Regions from separate parts of the Mus musculus genome. Here region 2 is linked to region 1. Evidence: chromatin contacts called from public promoter capture Hi-C data. All regions are on one chromosome and are shown on one strand. The core of a region is the stretch at or near the end of the contact, and the rest is flanking DNA. Distances in the headings are between cores, read along the strand shown.

Evidence for each region. Promoter capture Hi-C pulls out the DNA fragments that hold promoters and counts their contacts.
Region 2: a promoter capture Hi-C map of liver shows a contact between it and region 1. The contact joins the enhancer-like site here to the promoter of Ndufv3 in region 1. A contact is called at or near these places in 1 of 39 promoter capture datasets (liver), 1 of 15 datasets of contacts at CTCF or cohesin (the NIH/3T3 cell line), 11 of 484 Hi-C or Micro-C datasets (bone marrow-derived macrophages, cerebellum, colorectal tumor organoids and 2 more), 14 of 115 datasets of contacts at active chromatin or transcription factors (the 230-238 cell line, CD8 T cells, the HPC-7 cell line and 7 more) and 4 of 9 other capture datasets (adipose tissue, embryonic stem cells, liver and 1 more).

Annotation. Positions count from the first base shown.
Region 1 is chr17:31,518,062-31,522,251 of GRCm38.p6, forward strand. Ndufv3 (NADH:ubiquinone oxidoreductase core subunit V3) reads left to right here and starts at 2,054. Exons shown (of 4, transcript NM_030087.2): 1 at 2,054-2,200; 2 at 3,508-3,631. The coding sequence starts at 2,153. It also overlaps a transcript of Wdr4 not described here.
Region 2 is chr17:31,605,809-31,609,998 of GRCm38.p6, forward strand. Pknox1 (Pbx/knotted 1 homeobox) reads left to right here. Exons shown (of 11, transcript NM_016670.3): 11 at 1-1,885. Among named protein-coding and RNA genes, the nearest start is that of Cbs, 29 kb to the right of the region's middle. Within about 2 kb of position 1,938, at least 4 of the 459 cell types and tissues checked have an H3K27ac peak or open chromatin away from gene starts, as enhancers often do. A contact at or near this core is called in liver, where this site is marked.

The DNA.
Region 1 (4,190 bases), core at 804-3,303:
GAAGAGAAGACTGGAGAGATGGCTGAGATGGCTTAGAGGTAAAGAGCACCATCTGCTCTTCCAGAGGTCCTGAGTTCAATTCCCAGCAACCACATGGTGGCTCACAACCATCTGTAACGGGATCTGATGTTCTCTTCTGAAGACAGGGACAGTGTACTCACATACATAAAATAAATACATCTTTAAAAGAAAAGAAACAAAGAAACAAAAGAGGAAGGAGGGAAAGACAGATTCCTAAGGAGAGTAAGTTCAAGGACAGCCTAGGCTACATAGGGAGACTTTGTCTTAAAAACAAAACAAAACAAAACAAAACAAAACCCTCCAAATCAACCAAGGCAATCACCCTCAAAACATCACACACTTCTTATGAGAATTACCAGGTTCCCATAGTAGCTATATTAGTCCCTTCCAAGAGCTGTACCCATAGTGAGGAATTACTTTCCATGGGCTCCACCTCTTACTACACCCATAATAATGGATTACTTCCCACAGCCCCACCTCTTATTGCTTCTAGTCCTTCACCATCACCCTGGAGACCAAGAACTTCCAGCTCATGAGCCCTCGGAGGGCAAATGCATACAGCTCTCCCACTGAGTAGTCTTTCCCTTGCATTTGTTCTTGCATCTCCCAGTTCCTCCAGCGTCTAAACTGGTCGGCTGTGAGAAGTGGAGGTTTTGAGTCCTATGGTTTTACAGCTCCAACTCCAGTCCCACAAAGGACAGGTGGTACCCGTTCCCCTCAGTATTATTTACTCACCTCTAAAGCATGCAAGTGTCCCCTGGAGACAAGAGTAGGTGAAGAAGGACAATTATTTGTGTGGTAGATCGAGCTTCTTCTCAGCCCACAGTGTCCGTAGCAATCTCATGTCACAGAAACCTTTCCCATTCTCAGATCTAGAAGATGCTCTCACATGGGCTGTCTCCAGTCTTCAGAGGCCTGCAATGCACTCTGTCTCTGGAGCCTGAACACTCCTTGGAGCTCCCGTCATGCCATTGTCCCCCTGACAGCCTGGACACAGCATTAACAGCTCTAATATTTTTTTTTCTTCTCAGTAATTCATTTCATTGTTCTGAATCCTTTCACTGACATTGAATTTTCCTTGGTGGAAAATTGGAGGTATAGACATAACCATCTATGTGAAATACTTACTGTGCACTGGGCAAACGTGTGCGAGGGGCCACCAATCAATCAGTGGGAAGAGGAATTCCAATAACACATACTGTAACACAGCTGTGCCTTAGATATGGTTCTCCAAAAAGCTTTGTGTGTTAAAGGCTTGGTCCTCAACTGGTGAAGTTGGGTGTGCATGTGTGTGAGTATATATATATATATGTGTGTGTGTGTGTGTGTGTGTGTGTGTGTGTATAATAGGGACAAATGACAGGTACTTTTCTTTCTCCTCCCCCCCCCCCACACTTAATTGTTATATATAAGTATACTGTAGCTATTTTCAGACACCAGAAGAGGGCATCAGATCTCACTATAGAGGGTTATGAGCCACTATGTGGTTGCTGGGATTTGAGCTCATGACCTCTGGAAGAGCTGTCAGTGCTCTTAATCGCTGAGCCATCTCTCTAGCCCCAAGTTTATCTATTGATTACAAACAATCTTTACAGTTACTCTGTAAAAGAGCAGGCTGTCTTTGAACTAGCCCTACTGCTGGTATGGTAGGTGGGCACCTCCATGCCCAGCTTCTGGTTTGTTTGTTCAAGACCACGCCCCTACTGGGCAAGCGCACTACCACCGAGTTGTATCTCCAAGAAACAACAAACTCACAAAGATCTCACCAAACACAGAAGTCTCTCAAGTCGAACCAGAAACGCAAAGGACATGATTCTAGCTGTGCAATTTTGGTAGGTTACAGACCAGAGTTAAGGGCGAGATCAGGGCAAGGTGGGCAGGCCCAAATCGGAGGGGCGGGACTTTCAGCGGGATCTACCCAGGGGAGGACCCCACGCTTTCCCGAACCCGGAATTGGTGGACTCAGTTAGGGGCGTGGCCTTAAGGAGCCCTCCCAGAATGCGCGCGCAAACGCTTGGGTCCACCATGGTGTGCGATTGGTGAACGTGGACGCGGGGCGGAGCCTGGGGTGGTGCGTGTGCACAAGTAGGTCACGTACCTAAGTGCGACCTCCGCTCTTGGCATTTGTGCCATGGCGGTCTCTCTCCTCCTGCGGGGAGGACGGATCCGGGCGCTGAAGGTAAAGGGCTAACGGGCGGGACATACCGGGCCCTTAGCCTGACCCTTAACTGCACCCGTGGGCCCGGTGCGGAGAGGGGTCCTAGGGCCTGTGCTCACCTGACCCGGACAGAAGGGTTTTCTCTGCAGGAGTGAAACCGAGTCACTGAGGCTGTTTTTAAAACGAAACCTGGCTTTCTCTGCAAAACTAGTATTGGGTTTTGTTTGGGTTGGGTTCGGTGGATGGAACCTAGGGCCCTGCGCTTGCTTGTCAAGAGCTGTCATTGAACTGGCCCCAAAGCAGGAAATGCTCACAGCAATATAAAATACAGGTGACAGAGGGCTCCCGTCGTCAAATGGGCACTGTTTAATTATTCCTTCAGGTATATTGCTCCCAGCGATTTTTTTCCAGCGTGTATCGGTACACATAATTTGTACACACACGGAGAATCATCAGTATAAATAGAAGTTTTCCGGTTCTTTTGCTCCACCCCCCAACCCCCTCCCTAGCATGAAGCATCCTAGGATCTAACACATACCTTAGCGGTTGCCGGCTGAATTACAATAAGATTCTTCTCAAATTGTAACACTTCTGAAGCAATTATCTACATCCTATTTACTAGTAGATAGTGTTTCTGCAACTTTACTAACTGTAGGGAGATAATTTTGCAAAAAGAAACATAGTATTTTGTAAAGTAACAAAATAGCCAGTAGAGTAAACTGGCTGCCCTGTATTAAGACCCAGGAGTCTTGGGCTGAGAGCCAACTGGGCCTTGCATCCAGGATCCAGGCCTGAGTGTTACAGCCGGCATGATGGCTGCCATCCAGAGGCCAGCACTTCCCTCCCCCCTCCCCCATGCTAACACAGGCTCCCCCCCTCCCCCCAACACAGGTCTGTCTAACTGAGGCTTTGCAGGACACGTGACAGCAAGAGCTTTTCTCAGAAGCATCTGTCTCCCATCCTCCCAACCCCTGAGCCCCAGGTTTCTGCAGAACATAGAACCAGGCTCTTCTCCAAGATATCCTGAAGCTTTGTATAACGAAGCTGGCAAAGTCTTTATTTTTAATAAAAACTTTCCAAGTGCCTATTTTGGGAAATTTCTGCAAAGATTAGGGAAATAAAGTTGTTTTCATTTACCCAGATGCTAATAGTGATTTTCCTGGAACTTGGGGTATATTTTTCTTGCAGCTTTTGGGGTATTTGTCAGAGCATTCATAATTCCCATATGTTATGACCATTGTAATAAGTGTGCCATGTGAATATGAATATATAATACATTGTAATGGCTGTTATCGAAGTGAGTATCTTTGCTTGTCTGCTCTCCCCAGGCTGTGCTCCTGGAGGCAAGGGTGTTCCCGGGAGAACTGGTTTCTGTAGTGAGGCTGTCTACAGAGTCAGAGAAGAGTGCAAAGGAGAAAGAGCTACATCCCAAGACACAAAGTGTGCTCAAAGGTGAGATGTTAAATATGATCTCGGGGGTGTGGGGGAGGCAAAGAACGAAAAGTCAGTAGCATGAAGTGAGGTGGGCCAGACGCATAACCTAAGACTTCAGCTCACAGTGAGATGGAAGATTGGACCTCACTGGTAATACAAAGGCTTTGACTCTATGTTAGCTCTAGATATGGAGTAGTGCTTCCTAAATGGCCAACCCAGCAGGGAGAACAGAAGGGCGCTGGCATTTCCAAGGCCCTCAGGAACACACGCTATTTATCGTGAAATAGGGAGACCCCACCCTACCTTCCCGTCCCTGGTTTTTGGTTTTTCCTGACTCCCCAAGACTCTGGTGAAGTTTTCCTGGTGTGCCCCCTCACCATTTGGGGGCCATCATGACCTCGGGGAGGGAATTAGGAACGAGCACTTCTCCTGTGCTGCACGCAGCTAGGACCCAGCTGGTGTCCAGCTCTCTTCAAAATCATTTTGATTTCTGTCACTTGTTCCTCTCTCTGAATGCCAGCGTAGGATGGCCTCATGCCAGGCAAGATGAAATGCAGTGCATTTTTAATGCTTCTCC
Region 2 (4,190 bases), core at 688-3,187, 88 kb after region 1:
TAACTGGGTGGTAATTTTAGATTTTTTTTTTTTAGTTAAAACCTGTTATATAGAGAATGTTTATTATAAACTAATATAAAGTGTGTTCTGCCCCACTGGCTCAGAGCTGGTGTAAACAGCAAACACCTAAACTGTCTTTCTTACTGGCAGACACCTAGAAGTTAGAACCATGGCTGTAACGTGGCGGTGGGGCCCACTGGTGGCTCTCACTGTCACTCACTCTCCAGGCTCCTCCCCCTCTCTGTTACCACTACAGACTCAGGACAGTTTGAGGACCTCATTTCTGAGTGTCAAGGCTGAGATTTGGTTTGGTTTGTTTGGGTCTACTTGGGAAGCTTTTTCTTAGGAAACAGGCATCTGTCTTCACAGTGGTACCTAGGCCACCTGCAGATAGGGAACAGCTGTCTAGGGGTCCCTGCCTTGGGCCCCACGGTTACCCCACGGTTACCTCTTTAGCTAATTCAGGAATAGTTCACCATCACCCCAAATGTCTTGATTCTCTTCAGCCATTGAGCACACCTGAACAGCCAAGTAGTCAGCAAAAAGAATGGGGGCTCCGTTTGAACCACTTAAGGTGCGTCCAAGACAGCAAAATAAAACCCCCAGAACTTGCCAGCAACTCCTTTGAGGAGAGAATACTATTTCAAGCAGTCTTTCCCTTACCTATTTACAAACTGTTTTAACAGTTTAAGTCCGGCATACAAAAGCCTGCACGATCAGCTGGCTCTATTAGGTTTAGAGCAGAAGTACATCTCTCTTGTGAGCCCTGCAGAGCTCTGCCAGTCCCCAAAATGGAAGCACAGCCCCTGCTGCACCAGCTGGTGGCGCTCTAGCTGGGATTCGAACACCATGCTCTACCGTGTCCTTTCCAGTTGAAATCATCTTTCCTAAGCACAGAACTCTAGCCTGCTAAATCAAAGGAATATCATGAAGATCGTAAGAGAACCCCAGGCACGGTGACACACTCCTGTAATCCCAACACTCAGGAACCTGAGACAGGAGGCAAGCCTGGGCTACTTGACCCTGTCTTAAAAAAAAAAAGCTAGTAAAAGAGCTGGCACAGGGTCATATCCTTTCACCTCCCCGTGCACAGAGATGCTTTTAAGTGCTCCCCATGAGGCGAGCCATGCTGGTTCATAGAGTCCCTGCCCAGCAGATTTGGTGTCTGCCAGTTGCACCTTTGAGACACCTGCTTGCTGGGCACAATGGCATATTCCTGTAAACAAGCACTTAGGAGGCTGAAGCAGGAGGATTGCTGCAAGGTCGAGTTGGCCTCTGGTGTGTAGTGAAACCCAGTTTCAAAAAAAAAAAAAAAAAATCGAGCAAAACTCCTGCTCGCCTTTCCTTGGCCAGTGCAGAAAACCTTTGAGCTTTGTTTAAATGGTCAGACTCCCAAACATTGGAGCCTTTTGAATGTGTTCTGAGACCTACAGTCAACTCGTGTCATTCCTGCTGTTTGGCTGTCTAGCAGAAATCTAGACTGGCTGACCCACTCCTCCGGTGGGCTCAGGTTTTCTGCTTTCTTGATTCCAGATTGTCAAATAGAAGTGTATATGCAATATGCACTGTGACCCTTGCGGCTAGGGCTGACGGGCCACTGTGTAGCCTGCTGGGTGGCCAGTGCACCTGTGGGGGCAGCGGGAGACTTGCTCCTCCCCCATGGCTGGCAGGGAAATGCCCATCCCAGAGGCCCCTCCCGCAGGTTGTGACTGGAACACAGCAGGCTGCCTTCTTCAGTTAAGTTCGGTCTTTGAAACTGACAATCTTTAAAATGTGAATACTGTAACAATATGTTTTCTTGGATTGTTGTCTTTAAAAGGATTTTTGTGAAGCAATTGATTTATCAAAGAAAAAAAAAATTAAAACCAGAAACATGCCTTGTGGACGATTGATTCTGTAAAGCTTGTGCCACCAAAGTGGACTTTGTCACTCCTAGGCAAGATCCTCAAGATTGCCACACACCTTGCAGTGACACCAGGGTGGGGAGTTGAGGCTACCCTAGCTGTTTGGCTTCAATTAGTTGACATTTTCTCAAGGAAAAAAAAAACTGCAAAGCAGATTTTTCATCGTAACATTTCATACACTGGATTATTTTGGCCTAACAAGAGAATGATTGATGGGTCCAGACCTGTCACCTTTGCTGGTCCCACACTGTAAAACCCCTTGCAAGGTGCCCCTGGACACGTGCAGGAGGTGTTGCAGGTCCCCAGTTTGTGCTTGGAACCGTGGACCAACAGGCTGTTTTCCTTCAGAAGTGTATCTAAGGGCCAGGGGTGATGCTCTCAGTTGGTATAGCGCTTGCCTGGCATGCACAGAACCCTGGGTTCAGTGGCCAGCACCCCATAATCCGGGCAATTGGGAGTAGAGGGTCAGAAAAGCAGAAGTCCAAGCTCAAAGTCGACTGCTTCCTAAGTCTGAGACAGGACAGACCATGTCTCAAAAGAACATCTGAAATTGACTTTGGGTGGCCAATGGCTGGAAGCATTTGACTTTCAGAAGGTGGAGATATGTGTCCTTGAACTCTGCTGTCCAAGGTGGATAGATAAGACCTTGGGCCACCAGTACCAGGCTCTCAAGGGTTTCCTTTGTGAGAAGGGAAAGTCTGGCTTACAGGTTTCACCAAGCTTGAAAATGATGTCTGTGGCTAACAAGACCCAACACGCCTATTTAGACAGAAACAAGCAGAGCAACGGTGGCCTAGCAGACACCACAGGTAGGTGACATGTTCAGATTAAAGCTTAGGGATTTGCATTTTGTTGATTTATACAGTGCTTAGCCCACAAGCCTTTCTATGAACTCAGAGGAAGCCCTGGTGTCATAGTTATATGTCTTTGTACAGTTAGAACTCTAGTCTTTGCTGTGTCCTATGAGCCCCACCCCCTTTTTCAGACCTAAATGTTGCCAGATATAGTGGCTCATGCTGATAATCCCAGTATCTAGGGTGCTGAGGCAGTGGAATTGCAGTTTCAAAAACAGCCTGGGCACATGGGACTGTGCCCAGTCGGGTATGGGGGTCCCTGGAATGAAGGTCCTTGAAGCTGGATGGGTAAGGATTCAGCGGTGACAAACAGAAACAAACACAGAGGCAGATGGAATCTGAGTGTATTCTGCAGCTCTCAAGCAGGGGATTTTATACATTAAAAAACCAAATGTTACATCTCTTAGAAGCTATAGCCAGTGAGACAATCACAAATACCAACAAAAGCCGGGCGGCGGTAGTGCACACCTTCAATCCCAGCACTTGGGAGGCAGAGACAGGCGGATTTCTGAGTTCGAGGCCAGCCTGATCTACAAAGTGAGTTCCAGGACAGCCAGGGCTACACAGAAAACCCTGTCTCGAAAAAACCAAAACCAAAACAAACAAACAAAAAAACCCAAATACCAACAAAAATCATTTGGCAGGGTAAAGCACAAAAATCATCCAAGCATTACAACTCTAAAACTATGTATTCAGTGAATCACAAACAGAACAGGTAACATCGTTATAAATCATCAAAATAGAACAATTCTAGAAGGATGTATTCAGTGGGGGTTGTCATCCAAGGCTAGTAGCATATTCCAAAAGCAGGTTAATAAATCTCTAACGGTCAGTGCTCTTAACCGCTGAACTAACTCTCCAGCCCCATGGTCAGTTATTATTTAACATCTAGTGCCTGATTTTTTTTTTTTAATAAATCTTCAATGTATAAATTTAAACTATTTTAATTCTTTCTTTTTTGTTGTTTTTGTTTTTCAAGGCAGGGTTTCTCTGTGTAGCCCTGGCTATCCTGGAACTCACTTTGTAAGACCAGGCTGGCCTCGAACTCAGAAATCCGCCTGCCTCTGCCTCCAGAGTGCTGGAATTAAAGGTGTGCGCCACCACACCCGGCTAATTCTTTCTAATCAAGGCTTTCTTTACTATATACCAAAATCCACTTCCAATGACACACATGTAGCCATATGAAATTTTATTGTTGGGAAAGTTTTTATCATAATAGTTTTATAAATGATTTAGAAAGCAAAGTGTTGGTTTCCCTGGGGACAAGGTCATGTTAGTGGCCCCATCTCTAGGGATGGTTTCTTATCCATTATTCTCGCTTAAGATCTTGGCCCAGGCTACCAGGAACATGTAAATAAGAAAAGGGATAAGAGAAAACAAAACAGATAGATTGCCATGAGAACTATGGCTCAATATATTTTTCTAGCAAAGA